2 separate regions of the Cyprinus carpio genome follow, and region 1 is linked to region 2. Evidence: chromatin contacts called from public Hi-C data. All regions are on one chromosome and are shown on one strand. The core of a region is the stretch at or near the end of the contact, and the rest is flanking DNA. Distances in the headings are between cores, read along the strand shown. Region 1 holds the start of LOC109112573 (SLAIN motif-containing protein 2-like). Region 2 holds the start of LOC109112588 (OCIA domain-containing protein 1-like).

Evidence for each region. A called contact is a pair of places that touch in the nucleus more often than the background predicts.
Region 1: a contact with region 2 is called in a Hi-C map of liver, with 4 times the contacts expected there. The contact joins the promoter of LOC109112573 here to the promoter of LOC109112588 in region 2. A contact is called at or near these places in 2 of 8 Hi-C or Micro-C datasets (liver and red blood cells).

The regions. Positions count from the first base shown.
Region 1 is chrB20:13,939,043-13,945,619 of ASM1834038v1, reverse strand. LOC109112573 (SLAIN motif-containing protein 2-like) reads left to right here and starts at 2,262. Exons shown (of 9, transcript XM_042747127.1): 1 at 2,262-2,978. The coding sequence starts at 2,524. It overlaps LOC109112904 (anaphase-promoting complex subunit 4-like), which reads left to right. Exons shown (of 29, transcript XM_042747126.1): 29 at 1-14.
Region 2 is chrB20:13,807,402-13,814,260 of ASM1834038v1, reverse strand. LOC109112588 (OCIA domain-containing protein 1-like) reads left to right here and starts at 3,739. Exons shown (of 8, transcript XM_042747191.1): 1 at 3,739-3,976; 2 at 4,154-4,238; 3 at 4,457-4,510; 4 at 5,231-5,278; 5 at 5,395-5,527; 6 at 5,732-5,955; 7 at 6,135-6,275; 8 at 6,649-6,821. The coding sequence starts at 3,917. The coding sequence ends at 6,686.

The DNA of each region.
Region 1 (6,577 bases), core at 1,013-3,512, 130 kb before region 2:
TACTGTGTACTAATCTTGGGTTGTATCAATCAACGCGCTGTTCACAGTCAACCATGATTCCTTTTTTCCATTACTGAAAGTTTCCAATAACAGCTGAGTGAGTTGTGTTCAGCTAGTCATGTGACCTCAACATGGCTACCTCCATGTAAAATAAACACCACTTTTACAGTGCAATTATAGCAGTAAAATTCCCATTTATTTTCACCAAAGGGGTGATTAATTGATTCTATATACTTCCAAAGAAGCCATCAGCCTGCATTTTTAAACTTATTCTCAAATTATAGTGTTCAGCAGGGGAATTCCTGGTGAAAAACTACATTACCCATGATACTCTCCACAAATCAGGGAATCATGACAAGCAAATTGCCAACAGAACATTTTAGTGCCCACCCACATCCATGAAGCACTGTGAATATAAGCTACGTTTTTCTACATTGTCTAATTGCATGATTTTTGCAATCAGAAAATATTTTGTTTTTATTTCGACTGTCATTCACAGAGCTTCATAGGATTGTAGTTCTTAACCTCATTTAAACCAATAAGTACAAGTCTTGTAACTTTGTCTTCTTGTTTGATTTTTAAATACCTTTTTGCTTCAAATCAGAGTTTGTAATGTGGTTCACGTCATAGCTGGTAGGTTTGGTTCATGGCCTATAACTATCTCTCTAAGAAAAATACTTCTGGAACCAAGGTTGCTGAAATACTGGGTAGGCACTGTTGCACTCTTAGACTACTGATTTGACTTGAGCGAGTTCATTTTTTTTTGCTATTATGTTAGAGATGTCATGAATTAGCTGGGAGTTGGTGGCCCTTGGGTCTGGAAAGGTTGAAAACCCTGCCCTAGTACAATAACATACTCTATGTCTTTCTTTCTTGCTCATCTGGAAATAAAATGACGGGAACATTTTTGAAGTTCAGTCTCTGGGACTCGTGAGTAGGATGGAGCGAACATTTTAAGGTCCTAATCAAAATGTATCCCAATGTGCAAGAAGATAAATCCTATTGTGCCTCCAGCAGTCCCTCTGGCTGCTGCCATTCGTTCTGCGAATGGCATCTCGGATGGGCTGTGAAGAAATATGTTACATGTCCAAATAGAGCCAAACATATAAATAACATAATCCTAAACTTAGTTTATGACAGTTTTCTTCCTACAAATATGCTGGTTTTGCTATTAAACACCAAGAAATTCAGTGTCTATTTGAAAAAAATGAGAGACCATATCAAAGAGGAACAAAAATCTAAAGATGTTAAAGTACTTGAGCATGCATCTCAGAAACAGCCATTGCAAATACTGGATGCAAACTTTAAACGTGCAAAGATATAGTTGTTCAGTCTATACCTTAAATGGTGTCTTCAGGTACTGTTTTCAACTTAATCAAAAGTAAAAAAAAATATATATATTAAGTATATTCCTTAGGTTTTTCTTTAACTTTTGAATCTGATACTGAAAAGACATTTTCTATACAGTTATTTTAATGCACAAACTTTGTAATGCAACCTGTCTCAGTCTCAGTTTCCTAAATGATCGTACTAAGGCTATAGTGGTTCAATATTCTAGTTTCTGTAAATAAAGAATTATAATTTTCTACTTGTAATTTTAAAATGAGGCTTAGTCAAATAGTCAAATTGTTCAAATACTGTCAATCCTGGTTCTTCAAAGGAAACAAACAGTTTTGAGGGGTGAATTAAAATAAGAAATATACTGTATAGATTTTTGTTGTTTTATCAATTGTAATGCTTGTTTTGTCTCATTTTATATCATTTTAACTCATCTTAAAATAAGAGCGATTCTCTGCTGAGACCCAGATAATCACTCTGAAATTGTATTAAAATTTACTAGCAGCTAACTGTACAATTGTTTGCCATTTAAATATAGTTACATCGACATAATATTGATTTGGGTCAAATATTCTGTTGTGGTAAATGATGGCATCTTAAAGTCAAATGAATATTTGAGTGCTATTAAAATTTAAGGACTGGTTTGTTTAAATAAAGAATTTTTAAACCAGTAATAACCTGCAAAAATACTTTGTACGATGTCTAAATTAAATCGTAAAGAGTAAAAGCATTATATTGCCTAAGTAATGTAATCTAGTAAGAGTACGAATACTTGGTGACAAAAGTATCCAGGTAAATTACAAAATCCCCGCAAAAAACACGTAAGAACAGCAACAAAGTAGGCTACTTAACGGTGTAGTTAAAGTGCGCGTTCCTGTTCCAGGGAAGGGTCGCTCCCAAAACGTGCTCGTCCCCGTGAGTCACGTGATGACGTCTCACTTCGAGCTTCTCAAAGATTTCCCAGTGAGCGACTGGAGGACAGTAAAGATGGCGACGGAGCTTACGGTGTGCTCGAGTTCCCGGACAAGATGACGACGAGAAGATTAGTAACTTTTGAGCCGCGGCGTTGACAGTGCTCTCTTTAAAGACCTTGTGACGGAGGCTCGCGAACTTGCTGACTTTGGCGGTAGTTAAACAAACCTAACGGACACGACACCGGCGCGCGGACATATCGTTGCTTTTGCCATGGAGGATATCAACTCAAACATAAACGCGGACTTGGAGGTGCGGAAGCTTCAAGACTTAGTGAAGAAACTCGAGCAGCAGAACGAGCAGCTCCGGAGCCGATCCGGTCGGCTCTACAACTCTTCTTCTTCCGGTGGACTGCCGGGGAACACCAGACCCGTGAGCGCCGGTTATGATTATCCGGGAGCGGCGGTGGGGCTCGCCGGGTTCACTGGGGTGGGGTTCGGCGGATCGAGGGGTTTCGGTGGGGTTTTGGAGATCTCACGGATGAGTCCGAGACAGTCATATCACGGCAGCAGTTACGGAGCGGGGTATGACAGTGACAACGCTTCTTGTGCCGCCGATTATTATGATTCGCTGGATTTTATCGAAGACGGAGAAACTTCAGTGTTGGACGAGGTGGAGATTCTCGATTTGGAGGACATGGATTGCCTGAACGAAGAGGAAGACAGCTGGTGAGTAACCTGCCAGGAGGCGAAGGTGTTAATCCCTATCAGAGGAATAACCCAAACACACACACACACACACAAAAAAAAAAAACAAGACAGACAAGACAGACTCATGTGTTTGACAGGTGCGCGCAGACGCCACAGAGAATGACGCGTATTTGGAGGAATGCGCTTGATGCATTGTTGCACCCATGTCTCTTTGGCTAAGGGCTGGGCTTAATTTATTCAATGCATTGACTGCAATACGACTGATATCTGTTTATGATTATTAGCGCCTTACGTCTGAGTATTTAAGAGCAACAGTTTGCTGACTGCATGTATTTACTATTCAGTTCGCACCACGGCCTTGCAGTTGCTTCTGATGTGTGGGTCCTTCTCATCTGCCCTTCAGTTTATTTCAGTACCTTCATAAATCTGCTGAATGACAGCCATGTTGTCATGATTCAATGATGTCTTTAGAATCAGACACAAATGATGTATTTGCATACGTATGTCCTTTTATTAAGGCCTCAGATATGATGAGCAGATTAGTTACAAAAGATGTATATAACGTTACTTTTCTGCATGATCTGCATTGTGTATGGCTCTTTTGTTTCACATAACATGAACTTTAATGGTGCAATCAGGTTTTTAGGAAATAAACTAGAAATCCGCAGAATGCTGACAATATCATTTCAAAGTTGTGCATTCATATGAAAAGCTGAAAAAAGCTGTAATCTATGCATGTCATTGTATTGAGAGTTTGTACTACTAATAATGAAACCGATATGTGCAGAAGATATTGTGGACTTTGCCAAACAATATGAAAACAGCAGTCCAGAATGATGGTGTGGATCAGCATGTGTGCGATCTGCTGGTCCAAAGAGAGTGAGTTATGGTGAAAGAATAAAATGTTCCAACAAGCAGTTCCTTCTGGAGTGATAAAACAACCTGCGATGACAAACAGTCCAGTCGGGCTGATGGGTGCCTGTTTAAAGTCCAGAACCACTATTGGGAAGAATAAGAACCAGCTAAATGTACACTAATGGCAGAATGAGCATATTGTCACTTGTTGTTATGCCTCCACTTAATGTTTAAATGCAGAACGTTAAAAAAAACTCGGGTCACTTACATTATCTTTCAAGAGTTTGGGGTTGGTAAGATTTTTTAAATGTTTTTAAAATAAAAACTGCCCTTAACAAAATATGCCCACCAAGGGTGCATTTAATCCAAATACTGTAAAAACAGTAATATTGTGAAGTATTATTACAATTCAGAATAACTGTTTTCTATTTGAAAATATTTTAAAATGTAATTTATTCAAGTGATGGAATTTTCAGCTGCTATAACTCCAGTCTTCATTATCACACGATCCTTCAAATATCAGTCTAATATATTGATTTGCTGCTTAAGTATTTATCAGTGTTGGAAAAAAGTTGTGCTGCTTAATATTTTTGTAAAAACTGTGATAAATATTTTGATGAATAGAAAGAAAGTTTGAAAGAACAGCATTTATTTGAAATCTTTTGTAACTTTTAAGTGCTTGTGAAGATGACCACTATCTTGTTGCCTTCTGGTTGTCCCATGTCCTCAAGTCCCAGACAGCTTTATCCTATCAGTTTTTGATCTTGTGTGGATTGATGTCAGTGTGTAATCCATTGTTTGTGTGTGCTTTAATCAGTGTCTGTGAGATTCTGTGGTTTGGGTCAATTTACACAGACTCAGAATCCTGTAATCCAGACACTCGATCCTGTTTGGTTGGATATCTTGCAGTGGCAGCAAAATGCTGGGAAAGCCCTGCAACAGCTGGAGTCCAGCAGATCAGTGAGCTTAACACCTGTTTATCACTACGAATAGTTGGTAGGACAGAAACTGTACTTGTCAAACAAACAGGTCGGAAGTGATTACAACAAAGATGCGCAAATGATTTAATCTTCTTAGTCGTGATGATTTAAGGATAAGATTGTTTGTTTGTTTGTTTTATTGTAGATTTAATGGTGTTTAGGGTCACAAATGAGTTCAATCTAGGTTTGGGTATCGTTTGAATTTGATCAATTCCCATTCTGATTCTTTTCGATTCCAATGTGATTAAATAATGATATCAAACATTTATCCTGTGTCTCTTTTTTGCAAACCATTTATTGGAGCTGGATACCATGAACAAAAATCAACAGGCTCTTTAAGGACTCTTTAAGAGCTGTTTGTGTGCAAAACAGAACTGCATGATTCTGGATAAATTGAGTTTTTCCCCCCCAATGGAAGTTGTGGTTCTCTCATGATTCTGAAGAAAAAACAGACAACTAAACAAAATCACAAGTATTTTATGAATTGAACACAAATTACACTGGTGTGATCTAGGGCTGCACAATATATCAAAATTATCGAAATCTGGCAAATGTAAATATCGCATTATGCATATCGCAAGGACGTGCAAAATCTGAATCATTTTAATAATAGGCTACTTAAATCAAAACGTTGCAAAAGGTCAAAGTTTTAGTTTGACGCATATAGCACAGAATTGCTTGATGTTAAAAAGAGTTAAGTGCAATAAGTTCTCTTTATAAAACTCTTTGCTGTCTTGTCTTGCTGTCTGACTCACAGCTGAAGTGCGCAAAATCAGATGTGTATCATTATACTGGATCCGTGCAGTAGTTTTTAAAGGGACAGCACCCTATAAATACGTGCTGCTGAAAATGTCACTAATGTTAATGTTACAAAACAGCTATAACAAAGATTAATCAAAATTTAATTCATAGAGTGAACACTATGCAGTGTTATTTTACACTTAATTATTACATTTCTGTACCTAAATACTACTGTTTACACTTGCCTTTAATCATGTTTGAACTTTCTCTGACCATGGTTTTTGCTGTGGCACAGTATATGAAGAAGTACTTAAAGTGTATGGAAAGCAAAGATACAATGATATAAAATTAGTGTCATTAATTTATTAATTAATTCATTTATTTTATGTTCACACTGATGTAAAAATGACATTTTCTGATTTGTAACATTGCTTTTTATGTAATGCTAAAACACTGCTGGTCACTTTCTGAAGTTATAGTGATTCTTTTCCAAGAAAGAATGTGAAACAAATTGGTTATATAATTTTAATTTTTAAATATTTAAAAACATATTGGAAATACATTTTTACACACTTTAAGCAATATGTATCGCATATCGTATATCGCATTTTTTAACAAGGTATCGCATTTTTCTTCAATATCGCACAGCCCTAGTGTGATCATACTTTGCACGAATGAACCAACAAGTGATCACAATATTGATTCGCACACGTCAAAGTTTGAGGAATGAAACAGACGAATCATTGTAATTTAGGAATAGAGTCACGTTGGATGTTTGAATCGCGTTCGAGAACTTTAACGATCTATTAAATTAAAGTGCGTTGTCATGTTGGTGGTGACATGTTTAGCTATCACAGATATTATACTTAGCTTTTTTGGCATCTGATCGCAAATGTAGCCAAACTTTGGAGTGCTTAGATTAGCGAGCAAGGTACTGGCAGATCGCTAGGTCCGGTCCTCACAGATGAAGAAAAAAAAAGCGCATAGGAATCGATAGGCGGAATCAAAATTTTAATTTGACTACAAGTATCCGATTCCTGA
Region 2 (6,859 bases), core at 2,490-4,989:
ATGGCCGAATACACAACTCAGTGTCAGTTCACTAAGCAAATGCAATTACACAACACCCCTCAAGGGCACAAGAGGCCAGGGGCAAAACTATGTCTGATTATTTCATTTCTTCTGGGAAAAAAAAGAGGCCATTAAAATGCCTCTTTCATTTATGGTAAAAATCCAGCTCTGTAAGGCCCGAGTTCCAAAATGCCCACATGTGCATTAATTTGCCACCTACACCAGACTGTCCGGCCCCACTCTTACAAGACCCTTTATTCTGTACCAGACAACGGATGAATCAAATCAAAAGCCCTCACTGTTTCTCGTTTCATTCTTTCATGACAAAAATATTTAAAAAACAAGGTTCTCACGAGAAAAAGAAGTTAGAATCTGTTTCACATGCCATGCAAACATTTAAAACATGACTGTAATGTAAACTAGCCTATATCATATTTTCTGATTGCAGCTGTTGTGATTATGCCCTTAATAACTTATCAAACAAGAAGAGGGTGTTCAAGAGGGCGTAAAAACTCTACAACCTCAGGCACATTTACGTTAAAATTAGGACGGAGGAGCGAATCAGTTCATTCCTTTCCCCTCCTTCTTAGATGACAAAACGATCCCACGGGATTACGACTATATTGCACTGTATATCTCCTTCATTTATGTGGGACTAATTAACAAGGAGCATTAGTTCCAGCAAAGAAGCAATTACTGAAAACGCATCTTAAACAAGGTAATTTACTAGGTTATCAATGCAAATAGCCCAGTATACTGTCAGTAGGATGCTCATAAAAAAATGAATAGGAAAGGGTTCTTGAAATATTCAAGCAGTTCACTGTGTTGTAAAAGGTGTAGTCGTATGATGTCAAGAAAGACAATTTCTCAGTCATATCAGATCTGTCTTGGTCTTGTAGGGTTGCATAATATTGACAAAATAATATGTATATGTGTGTGTGTGTATATATATATATATATATATATATATATATATATATATATATATATATAAATATATATATATATAATATATATAAATATATAAATAAATAAATAAATAAATAAATATTTATATATATATATTTTACATTACTTCTAAAGTCTCTTATGGTCACCAAGGCTGCATTAATTCAGTCAAAAACATGGTAAAAAGTAATTTTGTGAAATATTATTACAATTATATATAATCATAAATAAATGTTTTCTATTTTAATATATTTTAAAAATGCCATTTATTTCTGTGATGCAAAACTGACTTTTCAGAAGCAACTACTCCTGTCTTCAGTGTCATATGATCCTTCAGAAATCATTCTAAAATGCTGATTTGCTGCTCAAAAAACATTTCTTATTAGCTTTATGTTGAAAACAGTTGTTTAATATTTATGTGGAAAGTGATGCATTTCTTTTCAGGACAACATTTCAGATTAAAATAGAATGCTTCTATATCTAGGCTATATATACATCTACATTTTAGGAGAATTAATTGAAAGGTGAAGGCCTAAGCATTTAACTCCAATGCAACAATCCCATGCATCTGTCTCCCACCAAACCCCACTAACTGTTTACAAGAGACACACTGCTGTCATGACACTCAGAGCAGCATGTTCAGCAGTAAGCAGGAAGAGTTCACACTCCTCTCAGAGCTCAGATCAGGAGTGTGAACTCTTCTCTGCTCACTGATGAACAAGCTGCTCTCTCACCAAATGCTGAAAGGCTGGCTGGGACACTAGAGCTGTTAACATCATTTATGACTCATGCACATGTTTGCATAGGACAAGCAATAAACATCAATGAGCCTTTCAAGTAACAGATTTTATCAGATGAACAAGATAAAGGAGAAAAATGCATCTGGATTAAAACAAAAGCATGTTTTTAGATTGAAAGCTCTAGCATTAACAGCTCCAGGGCTAGACTAAGATGTTACACTTTTCCACTAAATGAAATGAAATGAAAGAGAAAGCAAATTAAAAGATCGTTTCATGTTATTTGGTGGTTTCAAACAAAATAAGAGTTGTTAATGAACACGACTTTGGGGTTTTTAAACTCAGCCTAACAGCATCCTGTTAGTAATACCGCAGATCTTTATATTATGACTGATGTTTCCACCAAACTGCAGTTTTGTAACAGTGTCTCCCTTCAGTCCAGCTTTCCCAAAGACAATTTCTCAAGTTTTTCTGATTGCTTAAACGCAATGTTGTCTCATGTTAGCTCACAAAACTCCATGAAAAGTCACATAGTGACCTGTGCATTAAGACTTTAGTTTCATGTGGCCTGCTCAACTCATGTACCTTACCAATGATGTCCAAAAACGCTGTCTAGGTAGACAGCTCACTAGGTTTTGTGACACAGCCACTGACTGCACTCATCTTCGCTTCAAATGCAGGTCAACATAACTTGACTACCAACTGATAATATCCTGCGAAGGAAAGTACATATGATAGGACAACCGATGAGCGTTAAAAGTGAGAGCTAGCTCTCTCGGTCTTTCATCAGACGTTGGGTATTTGAGGTTAGTCAAACAGAATTCGGCCCTTCTTACCTTTTTTAGAGCAGCTGCGCTTTTCCTTGTCAGTTAGCCTGCTCGCGCTAGCGCTGAAAACCCGATGGTTCTTCTCTCCAAAAGATGACGAGGACGGCTCGAGCTTTACACAAACAACAGTTCACATCCGTTGACCTCTAACGTTCGATGTTATAGCTAATCTTCTCGGTCTTTTTTCGCAAAACACCCGAAAACTCGACGAATGACAACGTGCCCACCTCCCTGTCCATCAGATTGGAGCAACGCTGGCTAACGGCTTTGACAATCCGCTCTTCTGATAGGAGAGTCGCGGTGTCAAGATTGCGGAGCTAAGCCCCGCCCTGCGCTCGCAGCTATGAATGCACTGAATTCACACGCTTAACGAACGGACCATTCTATTGGCTGATTAAGCTATCAATCAACACACACTGCTACTGGATTGGCTGAAAGGACATGATTCCGCGATAATTCCTTCGGTTTGTCAAAATACACGCTCGTACACTGCGTAAGTAAAAATAAATACTTTTAGATCAGACCTCTTAATTGTTCGTTGTTTATGAGGATTAGTTTTTCGTTGCGAGGTCGATCGATAGATGAGGCAATTAAATGGCTATTGACATAACACTAAAAGAGATTAATACTCCTATTGACACAAGTTATGATTTATCTAAACTTCTGTAAATCGTTTCACAAACATCTGATCAGTTCTTATCTAATCTAGCTGCCTTCTTAGTTAAGACTACAATTTTATATTTATTTTTATATTTCATGCTAAATAATAATAATTGCTGTAAATGGGTTAATGCATCAATTATCATATACATGCGCATGTATATGTTCATGTTTGTCTGAACGCTTTCAATTTTAGACTTTATTTATAACAATATTTCAATTTATGAAGTTGAACTGATGTTTTATTACATATTAGATATGCATATTAGGTATATATAATATAATATTAGGTATGCGCTATGAAATCGTATGTTTAAATCTTATGAAAACTGTTCAAATATACAGTCAAATTAATTTAAGCAGGCAAAGAAACTTTTTGTTTGTTTGTTTGTTTTTTTAATATTTTGGTTATAAAATGTTTCATTTATTTAAAAAAATATGTTCGGAAATTACAATTGGTTATTTCATCCGTGTTGAATTTACAATAAGGCATTCTTATATGTATATATATATTCTTATCAGACATATTTCCACATATTTTTGATTTTGACTTTTCATTGGTGCTTCCGGCTTAACTCCTGCACTTCCGGGTTAGTGTTGTTTGCTGATAAGAGCATAAGAGTCGACTGGAGGTCATGTAATAAAGTGTGTCTCTGGACTTGTTGACTCGTAATCCGCGTAATCCCATGGCTACTGTAAAAACATTATTGTTTGTGTAATCGTGCTGTGCTTCTTGGATCAGTCATGTCGCAAGCTTCGTCTGGGTTCACTCCGGCTGCTCCAGTCCCACAGGGGTCTAGTAAGGTAGGCAGTAAATTAATCTAACAATGTTTATAAACCACATATTCTGTCCCTTACTGCTCTATCTCATGCAGAAGTACTTCAAAAGCAAAGCGTGTGCGGTTTTCTGTTTACAGGATAAATAGATCAGTGATCGGGAACTTCCAGAAAGTTTCCTCACGTGTAGTTTTGTCTTCACAGGGTTCTTTCAGTGCCTCGTATATTCCCAATGAAGAAGAGAGGCGAGTCTTCAGAGAGTGCAATTCAGAAAGCCTCTGGTACAGATGTGAGTAGTGCTCTACTTTAGTGATGAAACCTGTCATGATTTATTGGCACTTGACTGTCAATCTGCCCAACATTTTTTTTTTGTGTTCCTATTATTTGAATTTTTTCAGTTTATTCCTCCCCAAAATTACATTACAAGGTATACTCTCAAGATGCTTCTGATAAGAAAGTACATGTGAAAGAGACTTGTGAACACGTTTGCTCTCTCGTTATTCACAGCCTTGCCATTTTCTGCCATTGCAATTGCAGCCACTCAGGTAATGGTTTCAAGAGGTACGTTCACATCCTCTGTTTCAAGTTTTTACTCATGTCTCCTATTGTCACGGAAAACCTAGATTTATCAGGGAATTTTAAAAATGGGAAAAGTCATTAAAAAGAATAAAATCTTAAGTAATTAAACTTTTTGTAATAGGCTAACCCCCCCCCCCCCCAACCCAATATACTCAGAGCTCTGTAAAGTAAAAGATCTTAGAAAGCATTACCCAGTAATTACAAATGACTACAAAAGTTTTAGAGAAGTCATGAAGAAGAGAAAGCTCGACCCAAAATGAAAATTGTCATTCATTTTTGTTGTTCCAAACCCATACGACTTTCAATCATCTCTGAATCACAAATGAAGATATTTTTAATGATACCTGAGAGATTTACATTCGTCCATTACAAGTCTATTCCACCAAAATTTGAGTGCTTCAGAATTTCCATAAAGAGATTGTAAAATAAATCTGTATGAATAGAGTGGTTTAATCCAAGTATTCCAAGTAGATGCAGTCATTTTGTATAATGAACCGATTTAGTTCACATAGAAACATCTAACAGTGCACATATATAGAGCATGTCAAATATGGTAAACCCAAACTCAACTGTACATGCTCTTCGTTTGTATTCTAAATATGAGAAAGTTTTATGCTCTTAGATTTTGGCAGTAAAACAAAAGGGAGAATAAATTAATTTTTCAAAAATGTCAAATCTTATATTGATATTGTTTATCTGTAGGAATCCTTACTCCATCACCCAGATTCGGCTCTCTTCCCAAAGTTGCATGTAAGTATCAAGAACAACAGACAGCACAAATTTGATAAAACACAGGATATATGTTAAGGAATATTCAAAAGCTACATTTCCTAAGTACCTTTTGAATATTTGTGATTTTTATGCAGTTGCTGGCATGTTTGGATACATTACTGGGAAAATGTCTTACATGAGGGTCTGTGAAGAAAAGTTTCGGAAGCTGGAGAACTCCCCACTGGGAGAGGCACTACGACAGAGGCGTCTGCATCACATGCCTTCAGAGTAAGAACAAGTGCACACAGAATCTTTTCAAATATATTTTAATTTCTGTATTTTGTTTTTATAGTTATGTCTTTCTGTTTTTTATTTCATTTTTTTCATTTCACACACACACACACACACACACATATATATATATATTAATGTATTTGAAGTAATTCACATTGACGATTATATAACACATGGTGATTTAATGATTTTTTTAAGGCTTAACCAGTTTGAGGGTGCAAACCCATCAGAATCTCAACAGTCTGTTTCGGAGTCAGCTTTCCAACCTTCAACAGAAGTCAGTTCTATGCCTGAGAGCGACAGCAGTTACACCAGTGACTATACCTACAGCAGACCCTCCCAATCATATGACCCCACTCCTTTCAGTTCTGGATTCAGTGATTCTGGGCCTGTTAACATCAGGGATGATATTTCTCCTCAAGGTACATCAACCCCAACGCCCCCCCAACCCCCGGCACAAAAACAATATATAACTGTATAGACATATATAACTTTAATTACATTTGGGTGAAGACATTTGTCATTGAATAAGGATTTGTCATCTGATTGGTAGATGTTTAACCAATAGTTTGCATTCGTCCCAAAGCTCCGCTCTATCCAGATGAGGATGTGCCCAAAAAGAAGCCAGTGTTGTATGAGGAACTACGTAGCAAGAATAGAGAGAACTATGAGGTCACTCTCACACAGAAAGCTGAAACACAGATGAAACCACAAACAGTGGCACCAGTACCTAAGAAGGAAGGTGAGCTTCAGTAACTGGTTTCCCTGAAATTTTAATTGGTCTATACAAGTAATGATTTGTGAGACTTAAAAAGATTCTAAAAGGCAACCAGTTTGAATATTTAACCTCTAAATGTCAAAGCATCCTTGAATTATTTAAAAAAAAACAGTACTGTGTTGGGTTGCCAACTGATGTGAAGCAAGTCTAGTTTTGAACCACTGATAGATGATGGTAAATAAATATACTAGTTGACACTCCCACTTCAACTGACATAAGTGTTGAAGCTTGACTTTAATTTTGTGTTTGTATGAATATTGGTATAGTTAATATTTTATAATTTCAGTGTCCTTGTATGTTTTAATCTGTTAACCAGTTTCTTTCTTCCTCCCTCCAGTTAAAAAGAACCAATATGGAGATGCTTGGGAAGAGTAATCAACTGTTTGAGGAGCTCAAGATCTCGACACAGTGACTTCTGTGGAGTTGTCATGACTCCTTCTGCCAGATTAGACCAAAAGCTGCAATCGAATGCTGAATGTACTTTGAGTAAAACGCCATTTTTAAAATGAATGCAAAATGACTCTTTTCTTTTGATAGCACATTTGTGG